3 separate regions of the Mus musculus genome follow, and regions 1 and 3 are each linked to region 2. The links are chromatin contacts, called in public HiChIP or PLAC-seq and promoter capture Hi-C maps. All regions are on one chromosome and are shown on one strand. Each heading gives the region's core, a stretch centred on a gene start, on an enhancer-like site or on the middle of the called end of the contact. The rest is flanking DNA. Distances are from core to core; before and after follow the strand shown. Region 1 overlaps Gm13067 (a long non-coding RNA gene). Region 2 overlaps Clstn1 (calsyntenin 1). Region 3 holds the start of Gpr157 (G protein-coupled receptor 157).

The links. Promoter capture Hi-C pulls out the DNA fragments that hold promoters and counts their contacts. HiChIP or PLAC-seq counts read pairs in DNA pulled down with a chosen protein or histone mark.
Region 1: an H3K27ac HiChIP or PLAC-seq map of large pre-B cells shows a contact between it and region 2, with 2.7 times the contacts expected there. The contact joins two enhancer-like sites. A contact is called at or near these places in 1 of 39 promoter capture datasets (the C10 cell line), 1 of 484 Hi-C or Micro-C datasets (nephron progenitors) and 1 of 115 datasets of contacts at active chromatin or transcription factors (large pre-B cells).
Region 3: a contact with region 2 is called in a promoter capture Hi-C map of pre-B cells, with 2.9 times the contacts expected there. The contact joins the promoter of Gpr157 here to the enhancer-like site in region 2. A contact is called at or near these places in 1 of 39 promoter capture datasets (pre-B cells), 2 of 15 datasets of contacts at CTCF or cohesin (embryonic stem cells and large pre-B cells), 8 of 484 Hi-C or Micro-C datasets (cortical neurons, embryonic stem cells, nephron progenitors and 2 more), 3 of 115 datasets of contacts at active chromatin or transcription factors (T-cell acute lymphoblastic leukemia, large pre-B cells and memory CD8 T cells) and 1 of 9 other capture datasets (pancreatic islet).

What each region holds. Positions count from the first base shown.
Region 1 is chr4:150,048,053-150,051,434 of GRCm38.p6, reverse strand. It overlaps Gm13067 (a long non-coding RNA gene), which reads right to left. Exons shown (of 7, transcript XR_390962.2): 6 at 2,170-3,382. Among named protein-coding and RNA genes, the nearest start is that of Mir34a, 19 kb to the left of the region's middle. Within about 2 kb of position 2,129, at least 187 of the 459 cell types and tissues checked have an H3K27ac peak or open chromatin away from gene starts, as enhancers often do.
Region 2 is chr4:149,640,451-149,643,996 of GRCm38.p6, reverse strand. It overlaps Clstn1 (calsyntenin 1), which reads right to left. Exons shown (of 19, transcript NM_023051.5): 11 at 2,283-2,339; 12 at 645-802; 13 at 268-416; 14 at 1-25. Among named protein-coding and RNA genes, the nearest start is that of Mir7023, 13 kb to the left of the region's middle. Within about 2 kb of position 1,771, at least 14 of the 459 cell types and tissues checked have an H3K27ac peak or open chromatin away from gene starts, as enhancers often do. A contact at or near this core is called in pre-B cells, where this site is marked.
Region 3 is chr4:150,085,266-150,088,857 of GRCm38.p6, reverse strand. It overlaps Gpr157 (G protein-coupled receptor 157), which reads right to left and starts at 1,355. Exons shown (of 4, transcript NM_177366.3): 1 at 722-1,355. The coding sequence starts at 1,104.

The DNA.
Region 1 (3,382 bases), core at 880-3,379, 410 kb before region 2:
GCCAATTACCAGTGGCAACAGTAGTACAGAACACTGGGAGGCTAGTCCTGGATGCTATGAGCAGTCAATCCGGGGGCTTGTCTAGCTTTAGCTGGTGATGTGTACCAAGGATTCAGGGTGAGAAGCAAAAATGTCCCTGTGGCTGCCAAGTCTGTTAGTCAAGGATCCTTGAGACTTTAGAAGAAAGCCAGATTGGCAGAGCAAGGGAGAGAGCCCACTGGTCTGAAGGCTGGTGTTGCTCAGGGGAATGGCCCATTACTAACATACTTAGCATCTGATGTCAGTGGGTCCCGGGGTACCAGTTGATCCTGTCTCAAACAGCTCAGATGAACCTTCAAGGTTAATATTTAAATGTACACGTTTCCCTCTTTCCCTACCATGGCCACGCTGGCCATTACTGCGTAGTACTGTAGCTCAAAGAACAGCCATTTGTCCCCGAGTTCTCTCGGAACGGCAGACAGAGGCAGGACTGGCCACACATAACACTGTGCCACTTTGTCCCTGGATGTGACATTTTATACAAGAGGCCCAGTCATGTCTAGATGCACCAGCCCAAGCATTGACTGTCAAGAGGCCACAGGTCCCAGGTCTCTGTAGAGCCCTGCCAGGCATGGGGTGGGGAAGGGGAATGGCAGTATGTGTCCTGTGGGTGCTGCTAGATGATCACCTAGTGCTCCATAGCTGGATATCAGGGGGCTTAGAGGCCACTCAGGATGAATCCCTCCTTCATGTTTTGCTAATAAATGGAAACGTTCAAATTGCCTCCTTAATATTTAAAATACCATCCAAAAGAATGGAGGGATCTTGGCTTTGTTGAGGCTCGTTAAGGGAAGACTAATTCCTCCCAGTTGAAAGAACAGAATGTAAATTCCACCTCTGGCCAGGAGTGGAGATCTGACATCCTAAGCTACCCCCAAACATCACATACTATCTTCTCCTCCTTTTAAGCTTTAATCCAGTGGGGCCTGCCAATCACCCAGCCAGAAGTCTACCCCTGCCCCTCCCACATCCAGGAAACTGGATTCTCCTGAAGACAGGCCAAGAAGAAAGAGAAATAATTATCCCCTTGATGAAAGGATGCCCTCGTCCTTCCTGGAAACACCTCCCTCCAAGCAGCCAGAGAGAGCGAGCGAGCTTCCTCCATCTCACAAGGCTTCTGAGCATGGATGGCCCTGCAGGCTCTGCCTGCTCTGCTTTCTGAGTCCCAACTCACACCTCCTCTTTCTTGGTCACCTTTTCTCTTGGTTACTGACTGCGGCTCAAGCCTGCTTTCTGGCACCCTGGGCCTTCTTGCACTCTTTCTCTGAAATCTTCCACCCCTGCCACACAGCTGCTTGCCCACCTCCATTGCAAAAGGCATGGCTTTCTCTTCTTCTCTCCCGTGTCCTCTTCCCAGGGCCCTCGGCAACACGTGCTGCTTGCCTGACACGTTGTTTTCTCTCACATCCTAATAAACTTGTCCTTGAGCTGCCTTGGGGGGGGGGGGGGGGGGACGGGACGGGACTCGGACGGACCTGGGTTGGCCCCTGCTACACGGAGTACAATAAAGCTTTCAGGCTAGGCAGAGCCCCTGCCAGCAGGGGCACTCTCACCCACCCCGGGGGAAACCCCTCTGCTTCAACGTTAGAATAGGAATCTATGTGCAGGAGGCTGAGGCGGGAAATGCCTTGAGCTCAAGACTAGCTTGGGCTACACACTACATTGTCACACACACACACACACACACACACACACACACACACACACACACTTTCAGAACACAGCTTTAGTGACCCAAGCACTTTTTTTTCCTGCCTAATAAATTTCTCAGTACAAGTCTGGGTGGCAGGGTCAGTGCCCCCATTTATGGGTGGGAAAGAGGACCTGGGAGTCGTCAGCTTTAGCCCAACTCCCAGATTGGTGAGCACAGCCCAAAGGCGTCAGAGCCTTCTTCACGCCCAACAAAGATCAAAGAAGAAAAAAATCGGCCCAAGCAAAACTCCCCCAAAGGAACCCTTTCTCTCCAGAGATGATGATATCAAAGGACATTTTGTTACTTCTTGGAAATTCTTCGCCTTCCCAGGGCTGCACAACCCAGCAGTTCTCTGTAATTACCACTCAAGTACTCGGCCTAGTTCCCGACTCCTTCGCACACTTTCCCACAGACAAGCACACCGGCTCAGTGTTTACCTGGGCTCCACGGCGAGCAGGTGCGCAGACCCCGGGCCCCAGTAGCCCCCGGCCGTGGCTTCCAGGTTCTGGCAACGTCTCCCAAAGCCCCCAATCTGTGCAGTTACCGAGGGGAGCAGCCCTTCTCTGAACAAGTCCAGGCAAGCCCAGGCACAGCCCCTGCTCGATCCTCCTCCAGGCTGCCGGGATGGAAGCCGCGTCTTTCCAGCCAGGCTTCGCCGGAGTTGGAATCGCTTTAAATGGTCGGTATGGCCACATCTCTGTCACCTGGGAAGAAAAAGTGGGTCAAGGTGGGCGAAAGGCCGGGCGCGTGAGGGCGGTGCCAGCGAGCACTGCGGACGCCCGGGTCACGCTGGTCTATGCGTTGGCCAGGCGGGGAATAGGGAGGGGTAGGGGGAGGTGGCCGGACACCGTAAGGGCACCGAGCAGCCAGGCCGGGGTCCTATCGCGCAGGTTGCAGACATTGGGTCCCGCACCTCCGCCTCTGCTCTGCCCGGGTCCGCTCTTCCCCCAGCGAGAGCTCAGAGTTTGCGCAGCGTCCCTTGTCTCGCTCGCTGCCTAGTTTCAGGGCGCACCACCCTAAGGCTGATGCATGCACCCCGGGCCATCGCGATTCTTCCGGGTACCCCCTCGCCTCTCCGCAATGAGACCGAAACCTGAGTGGGCCTATAACAAGCAAATAGAAACCACAGGGACACGCAACACGCTACTCAGCCCGCAGGATAGCGCCCTAGGGAGAGGTCAGAAAAGTTCCACGTCCAGATCACTTAAATATGGAAGCGTCTTCTCTGAGCCATTGCCACCTCAGAGTGTTTCGGGTGTCCCTCGTAGCCCCAGGTTTTCATGCCAGGAACAAGCACCCTGCCGTGGCCCTGTGTCCTTTCTCCAACTCACCGTGTCTCCAAGTTGTGGCGCTGCGGGATTTTGTGTCGACCCAGCTCCGTAGGTCTTAAAACTCGGTGAGCCGGTCCCAGGAGTGAGGGAGACTTGCTGGGCGCATGGCGCTCTTGAGCCGGGAGCGCAGGGCAAGAGACCTCGAGTGGGGCAGGGCTTTTGTACAAACTTAGACTGAAGTACCGAGCAGAGAGCTGCAGGGAGGAGCCTGGGCAGCGAGCCAGGCACGCGCCTCCCATTTCTCACGCTTTCTTCTCTATCCAGGGCAGCCGGCACAGGACCCCCTTGTGGGTTAGTAGAGAGGCTCGGTGTGCACAGC
Region 2 (3,546 bases), core at 522-3,021:
GATGCAAGCCGCCTCGTTGAAACACCTGTCAGAGAGGCAGGAAGAGGAGGGAGAGGCCGTGAGAGCCTTGTGCGAGACTCACTGGGGACAGCGGGTGGCTACTCCGGGAATGCTGTGGTCAGTACATATCCCACGCCTCATTCAGCTTCCCCAGATCAAGTGATGACCCACCTTCCCGAGCAGGGGACGCAAACAGGCTAAAGACCTAAAGGCACACCCATTTCCCGCCCAGGGGTAGGTGACAGAGATGGATGCTCTGCGACCTACTTGACGGTGCTGGTGATTTTGAGCCTGCGGATGCCTGGTGTGGGGAACTGCCTTGAGTTAAGGTAGGAAATGTGCTGCATAGCCTTATCCAGCTCTCCAACGTTGTCTCCCTCCAAGGTCAAGACCGCCTGGCTGGAGCTTGCTTGGATCTGAAATCAACATACCAGAGAGAGGAGAGGGGAACCAGGTCCCAACTGAGAGCGGCCAAAACTGAGAGGCAGTGGAGTCATCAGCCGGGGCTGAGTCTCGGAGAAGCTGTTTAGTCCCCAAGAACAAGATGCTCACATAGGGTAAAGTCCAGGACCCCGTGTCCGCCCTACCCTGCTGGCCCCACTCTCAGAGGGCGAGGCTAGGAGTAAGGTCAGGGGAGCTCTCACCTGCACGCCTCTGTTGGCATCTTCAGGGACCTGCAGGTCCAGCCCCTCCTTGCAGGTGTAGAGACAGTCAATCACCTTCTTATCCGCCAGTTTCCCAGAACGGACTGTGAGGCCAGCCAGGTTACCTCGGAAAAACTGTGTCATGTGCAGGTCGCCACCTTAGGGAGGGAAGGAAGCGAGAGGTTCGTTGGGCTTGCGGCCCACAGGCTCCTGGTTATGTCTCATGGCCGTGTTACCAGTGGTGGTGGCTTGATGGATGGACATGCAAGTTAGTTCAGAACAAACCCTGTTGTTAGCCTTGTAGTTTACATGGAAGCGCAATGAAAAATTAAATTGTTTATGATCATGCACATGGCCTGAAGAAGAGAGGAGCGGGAGAGGGGTCCCTCACCCACACCCTGAATGCTCAGAGGCCCCTCCAAGGTCCTTATACACCTGGCCATTCCTTGACGACAGCGGCCAAGGCAGTGCCATCACCGAGGTGCACAGACACTGCCTCCCTCCTCTCTACCTGCTCAACAACTGGCACCTATTGGCCAAGTACACTGTGGGACGCTCTTCCTGGCTCTGAGGACTTAGGAGCTGGGCGTGGGGGAAAGCCTGGCTCATCACACAGCAGGAACTCTGGATGCTTAGATTCTCCACATAAAACCCTCTGGGGCCTTCTACATGTCTACGTGTACAGTACTCACAAGTGTATGCGTGTTCACACATTTGTGCATGTATGTAGGCGTGTGTGCGATGCATACATGAACAGTATGTATGTTCATATATGTTTGGGTACATGTGTGTGTGTGCATGTGAGTCAACCTGAGGTTGACTCTGGAAATCTTACTCACTGAGTTAGGCCTCTTGGTGAACCCAGAGTTTGCCCATATAGCTGGTCTAACTAGCCAGCTTGTTCAGGAAGTCCCTGTCTTTGACTTCTGATCACTAGAATTACAAGTGAGCCACTGGGGTCACTCGCTGTTCAGGTATGTGGTAGGGATCTGAACTCCGGGCTCCATGCTTGCAGAGCAAGCAAGTCATGCATTGAGCTATCTTGGCTTCCCGGAAGCTCTGTTGAGTTCTATCTCTGAGGATAACAGTCAGGGAAGACAGAATGAAGAAAGCGAAACCCTAGAGGACAGACTTGACAGACCACAATAACCAGCCACAAACTACAGCTCGCCTTTATGTTAATGAAGGCCAGGGCCTTGTCACGTCAAGTCATCCCTAGGGAATTGCTATTTCTGTTTAGAATTTCTGTCCACTAGGACAAAAAAATGTAGAAACTGCTCTTCTGTCCTGTGGCTCAGCTAACTGATCACCATGAAGGGGCCTCCCAAACCCAGCCTGGGTAATTTTAGTGGGAGCCTCATGCAGTGGGCCTGGGGAACTCAAGGCACTAGGATCCCCACAAACGCAGCATACAGGGGTGTGATCTGCCCGCCTCTGCAGGGTTGATGGGGCAGGAAGGGAAGGAAGTCCCAGGAGGCAATGGGGAAGCTCAATGCAGGCAAGCAGCTGAAATGGTGTCTGGGGTCGAAATGCAATCTGCTCATCTCATGCGACATGTGGAATGGATCAACGTCTCATCTTTAAAGGAAACGCTATAGTGAATGGGGAATGCGGGTGGGGGTGGGGTGATCCATCAACCTGCAGAGGCCATCGTCGCAGGCTCAGTCTCATTGCCACTCTCCACTCCTGAATACTCTGGAAAGGCAAGACAGACGGCAGAAAGGACCAAGAGGTTAGGGCCTTCACACTGTGCTTTCAAGGAGCAGCCGAACATGGGCCCCAGAGACCAAAGTCCCCCTTGACTGCTGGGACACAGTTCACCTGCATACAAGCTTGCACTTGGTGACCTTTCCCCAGAGGTCACCAAGTGCAATCCCCCAATGCTTCATTTGGGGTTTCTCTTTTATACAGGCACTTCTTCTTGCAGAAACACAAATCGGTTTAAAGTAAGATAAAGACGCAGGCACACCAAATTCGCTGTTTAGCTGACATGACAGTGCATTCCTGGAGGTCTGGTTGAGCGTGGCACTGGAGCAGACGTAAATAAACTTTCAGCTCCTGGACAGGGTCTTCTTCCCTCCAGACAGGAAGCAGAATGCACGGACAAAACGGGAGGGGCTCATACCAGGTCCAGAATGTGGCACATGAAACACGTGAGTCTGTACTGTCTGGGTTTTAAGTACCAGAGGAAGGACGACGTTAAGAGGGACACTGGCTGACTGCCTACGGACCTCACGGCAGGCCTGGGCACTCACAGAGCACAGTCTCTACAGCTGCAGATCAGGGTAGAGAATTCAAAGCTTCCCTGGTGATTAGACACCCATGGCTGAGCACAGAACCCACTCCTTCTGTACTGTGTTTCGGGGAAGTGCCTCCCCTTGTCACACTGGCCACTATGCTGTGCTCGTTACTCCATGCAACCAGTGTAGAGATGCCCTGGGATGAGGCCAGACGTGTGAAGCGGGTTATACCTCCATGTCCACCCACCAGGATCTACAGTTAGGGGTGAAGCAGCTGCCAATGGCCCATCCTCCCCACTGTGATCTATCGGGGAGAGGGGTTCCACATTCACTGAAAGGCAAAGGGCAGCTTTTCCCGTGTGAACTGAATTTTAAACAGCATGTGTTGGTAAGGGCTAGAGAGATGGGTCAGTGGGTTAGAGCATGGGCTATTCTTTCAGAGGATCCGGGTTCAGTTCCCTGCACCCACATGGTGGCTCACAACCATCTGTAACTCTGGTTCCAGGGGATCTGATGCTCTCTTCTGGCTTCCACAGGCACAAGGCACACACATGGTGCACAGATATACATACACTCGGAAATACTGTAACACGTGGAGTTTTAAAAATTAGAAAAGGGCTGGCGAGATGGCTCAGTGGTTAAGAGTGCCGACTGCTCTTCCA
Region 3 (3,592 bases), core at 106-2,605, 450 kb before region 2:
AACTCCAGTTCCAGGGGATCCGATACCCTCGTCTGACCTACGAGGGCGCCAAGTACACATACACGTGACACATACACATACATACATGCAGTCAGTTCACACACATAAAATAAAATGAATAAATCTTTTTTAAAAGCGTCTAAGAAAGTGCAGGTAATGGGGGCCTGAAGTTTATAAATGTCGTGAAAAGCTTAAAGAAGCATACCTCTGTGCATTTTACAGTTGGCACACTATCGTCTGAGAGTGGCTGGACGCACCACAACCACTGTGGTATAGAATTGGAAGCTGTGGGCTTTTAGGCCAGGGCAGCCACCTAACTCATCTTCTAGCCTGCAGACTGGAACTTCTCTCCATGGGCAGCAGAGACTGCCAGATCGCGGTGAAGTAGGAGGCAAAGGGCACAGACTGTCTCCAATTCCTTTCTAAATGGCAGACCTCTTCCTATGGGCAAGTTCTGCACCCACCCACACCTTGCTGGGAGATTCTGGCTGGGGCAGATACAGAGACCACCCTCTTCAGAGACGCTCAGACAGGTTTGGCTCCAACTTTTTGGGCAAGTTGGGCACCCTTCCATGGTTCGGGGATGCATGTGACTGCCAGTAGGACACACCACCTTGACACCTAGATAGGGAAAGCACGAATGCCACAGCACAGCACGCAAGGCCCGGGACCCATAAGCCTGGGTCTGGGGCCTGGAGGCAAAGCCGGGTCTCCTACTCACCTGATGAGGTGAAAAGCCCAGATTAGGTGGTCCGTGGAGGGCCCGCGCGTAGTTCGGACGATGCTGAGGTATAGGTAGAGGGCGATGGCCACCGTCCAGAAGAAGGAGCTGGTGTTGGCGAAAGTAGAGAGAGCGCCCTGAAGGACGCAATCCCACGAAGTGCCCGCAAAGTCCTGCAGCACTCCGTAGAAGTACGAGGCAGCCGAGAGCAGGTCCGCTAGCGACAGGAAGAGTAGCAGGCGCCGCGCCCGGCTACGCAGGTCAGGCCACAGGGCGTGCGTGGCCACCAGGAGGCCCGAGCCCAGAGCTGACAGCGCACACGACAGCAGCACCACCGCGCGCTCCCACGGCAGCAGCTCGGTGGGAGGCGCGGGTGAGGGCATGGTGGGTTGGGGACCAAGGGCAGACAGCCAGGGTGCACAGGCCTAAGGGTGCCGAGAGGTCGTGGCCAAGCCGAGCCCGCGGTCGCCTCTGTCTGGGCATTTGGCGCCCGGGCTCGCGTCCCCACGGGTCCCGCCTGCGTCCCAGCCCCGCCCAGTCTAACAACTACACAACAGCGGTCTCACCGCGGCGCCCTCCACTCCCTGTCCCTGAGCTCTACAATCCTACCCTGAGTCCTCCAGGTCCCTCCCTTGAGCACTCCACGCCCGCCCCTGAGCACTCTAATCTCGTCCCGAGTCCCCGCCCCTGCTGTCTCCAAGCTGGTAGCCCCTTCATGAGCTCTCCACACCCCGACTCTGTAACCCTGCGCGCTCTCCTCGCGTCCCGCCCCTGCACCCCGCCCCTGCGCAGTAACACATCCGAATCTGAAGCTCCAGCGCTCCGCCCCTGAGCTCTCCATGTCCCGCCCTGTAGCCCCAGAGCCCCGCCCAGCCTCCTTCAAGCTCCTCCCATGCCCCCCACTTGCGCATTGCTCCGCCCTGATGCTCTTTCAGCCTCAAGCTCAATCGCTTCTCCGCGTTTCCCCACGCCTCTGCGCCTCTACGCTTCCCTCTTACCTAGTACCTCCCAGTCCTGTCCCAATCGTTGCCTTCTGCCTCTCAGAGCCACTCTAGGAGGTTAGCAAATGGCCAGGACATCCTGTTCTGGGGGTTGGGGGGAGGCGGGGAGGGGAGAATGGCATTTTTAAGGCTAATGTTACTTTCCCCTGATCAGCCTGCTTACGTGTGTGTTGGGGAGGGGAGGGGTGGTTGCTGGAAACATTCTTTCCGATGGTGGCAAAAACAGGTCCAGAGCATGGCCTACATTCCTGAAGCTTGGGTACTCGAAATCTTCACAAGATCTGTGGTGGTGATTTGGGGAAGTTTCTAACTTTTGTTACAATGAAAGTATTGTGTTTTTGTGGGGCTGGGTGTACAACTCAGGACCTTACACATCCCAATGAAGTGCTCACCTACTGAAATATATATATACTTTTAGTTCCTTGTTTATTCTATATACCTTATTAGTGCTATTTTAAAAATACATTTTATCATTTTACGTGCGTGGATATTTTGTCTGCACGGATGTACCTGTACCATGTGTATGCAGTGCCCACAGAGGCTAGAAAAGTGCGTCAGACTCCCCACCCCCTGCACCATGTGGGGGCTGGATTCGAATCTGATCCTCTGGAAGAGCAGCAAGTGCTCTTAACCGCTGAGCCATCTCTCCAGCGCCAGGTGCGATGTTAAGGAATGAAACATTAGTGCCTATGAGATGGCCTTGAGTAATTGCCAGGGCAGAATAACACTGACAGTCTGAATTTGATTCTCAGGACGCACTTGGTGGGGTAAATTGTCATCTGACCTCCACATCTGACCTCCACACCTGTGGCTGGCGTACCCCCATACCCATAAATTTAAAAAAATGTAATTTTAAATATGTTACATGAAAAGAAAAAAGTAAGGAAGCATAGTTCCCAGTTTACAGAGGTTTTTTTTTTTTTTCTTGTTTGAACATTTTGTATTTCTTAGGGATGGAGATACTTGTGCAAGATCCAGCTTGCATATTCGATGGCCCACAACCACTTATGACTCCAGCTGCAGTGCATCCCATGGCCTGCTCTCTAAGGGCAAGGTACTCGCAAGCACATAAGTTAGTATGGGGGCACACACACACATAATTAATAATAATAATAATAATAATAATAATAAGGCCGGGAAGTAGTGGCGCACGCCTTTAATCCCAGCACTTGAGAGGCAGAGGCAGGTGGATTTCTGAGTTCAAGGCCAGCCTGGTCTACAAAGTGAGTTCCAGGACAGCCAGGGCTATACAGAGAAACCCTGTCTGGAAAAACCAAAAACAAACAAACAAACAAACAAATAAATAAATAATAATAATAAATTTTTAAAATGTATGTTTTATTGTCATCAACAATGGCCCTTTTAGCCCTACAAGTCACTGAGTTTTAGTACATTTATTAGTTTGTGCAACCACAGTAATGATTTAATCTATAGCATTTGCTCTCCCTCAAGTACTTGGGCTGGAAAGATGGGCCAGCAATGAAGAGCAGAGGGCTTAAGTTCAGGACCCACGAGGGCTAACAGTTGGTCACCTCTAGTTCCAGGGCATCGGACGCCCTCTGCTGTGCTCTCCTGGTACTACACACACAAGGCGCACAGGCATACATAAAATGCAAATAAGTAAATCTTGTTCTCTTTAAATGAGACAGAAAAGGAGTGGAACTAGATAGAAGGGGAGGTTGGCAGAACAGGGAGATGTGAGGGAGGGAAAACTGTGATCAGGATGTTGTGAATGAGAAAATCTATTTTCAATCAAAAGGGGAAAAAAAGAATTTCATATCAAATATTCAGAAATCCAAGAAATAATTCTATATTAATGTTGAAAACCACAAAATGGCCATTTAAAACCTGTGAAATTTCGATGTGAAAT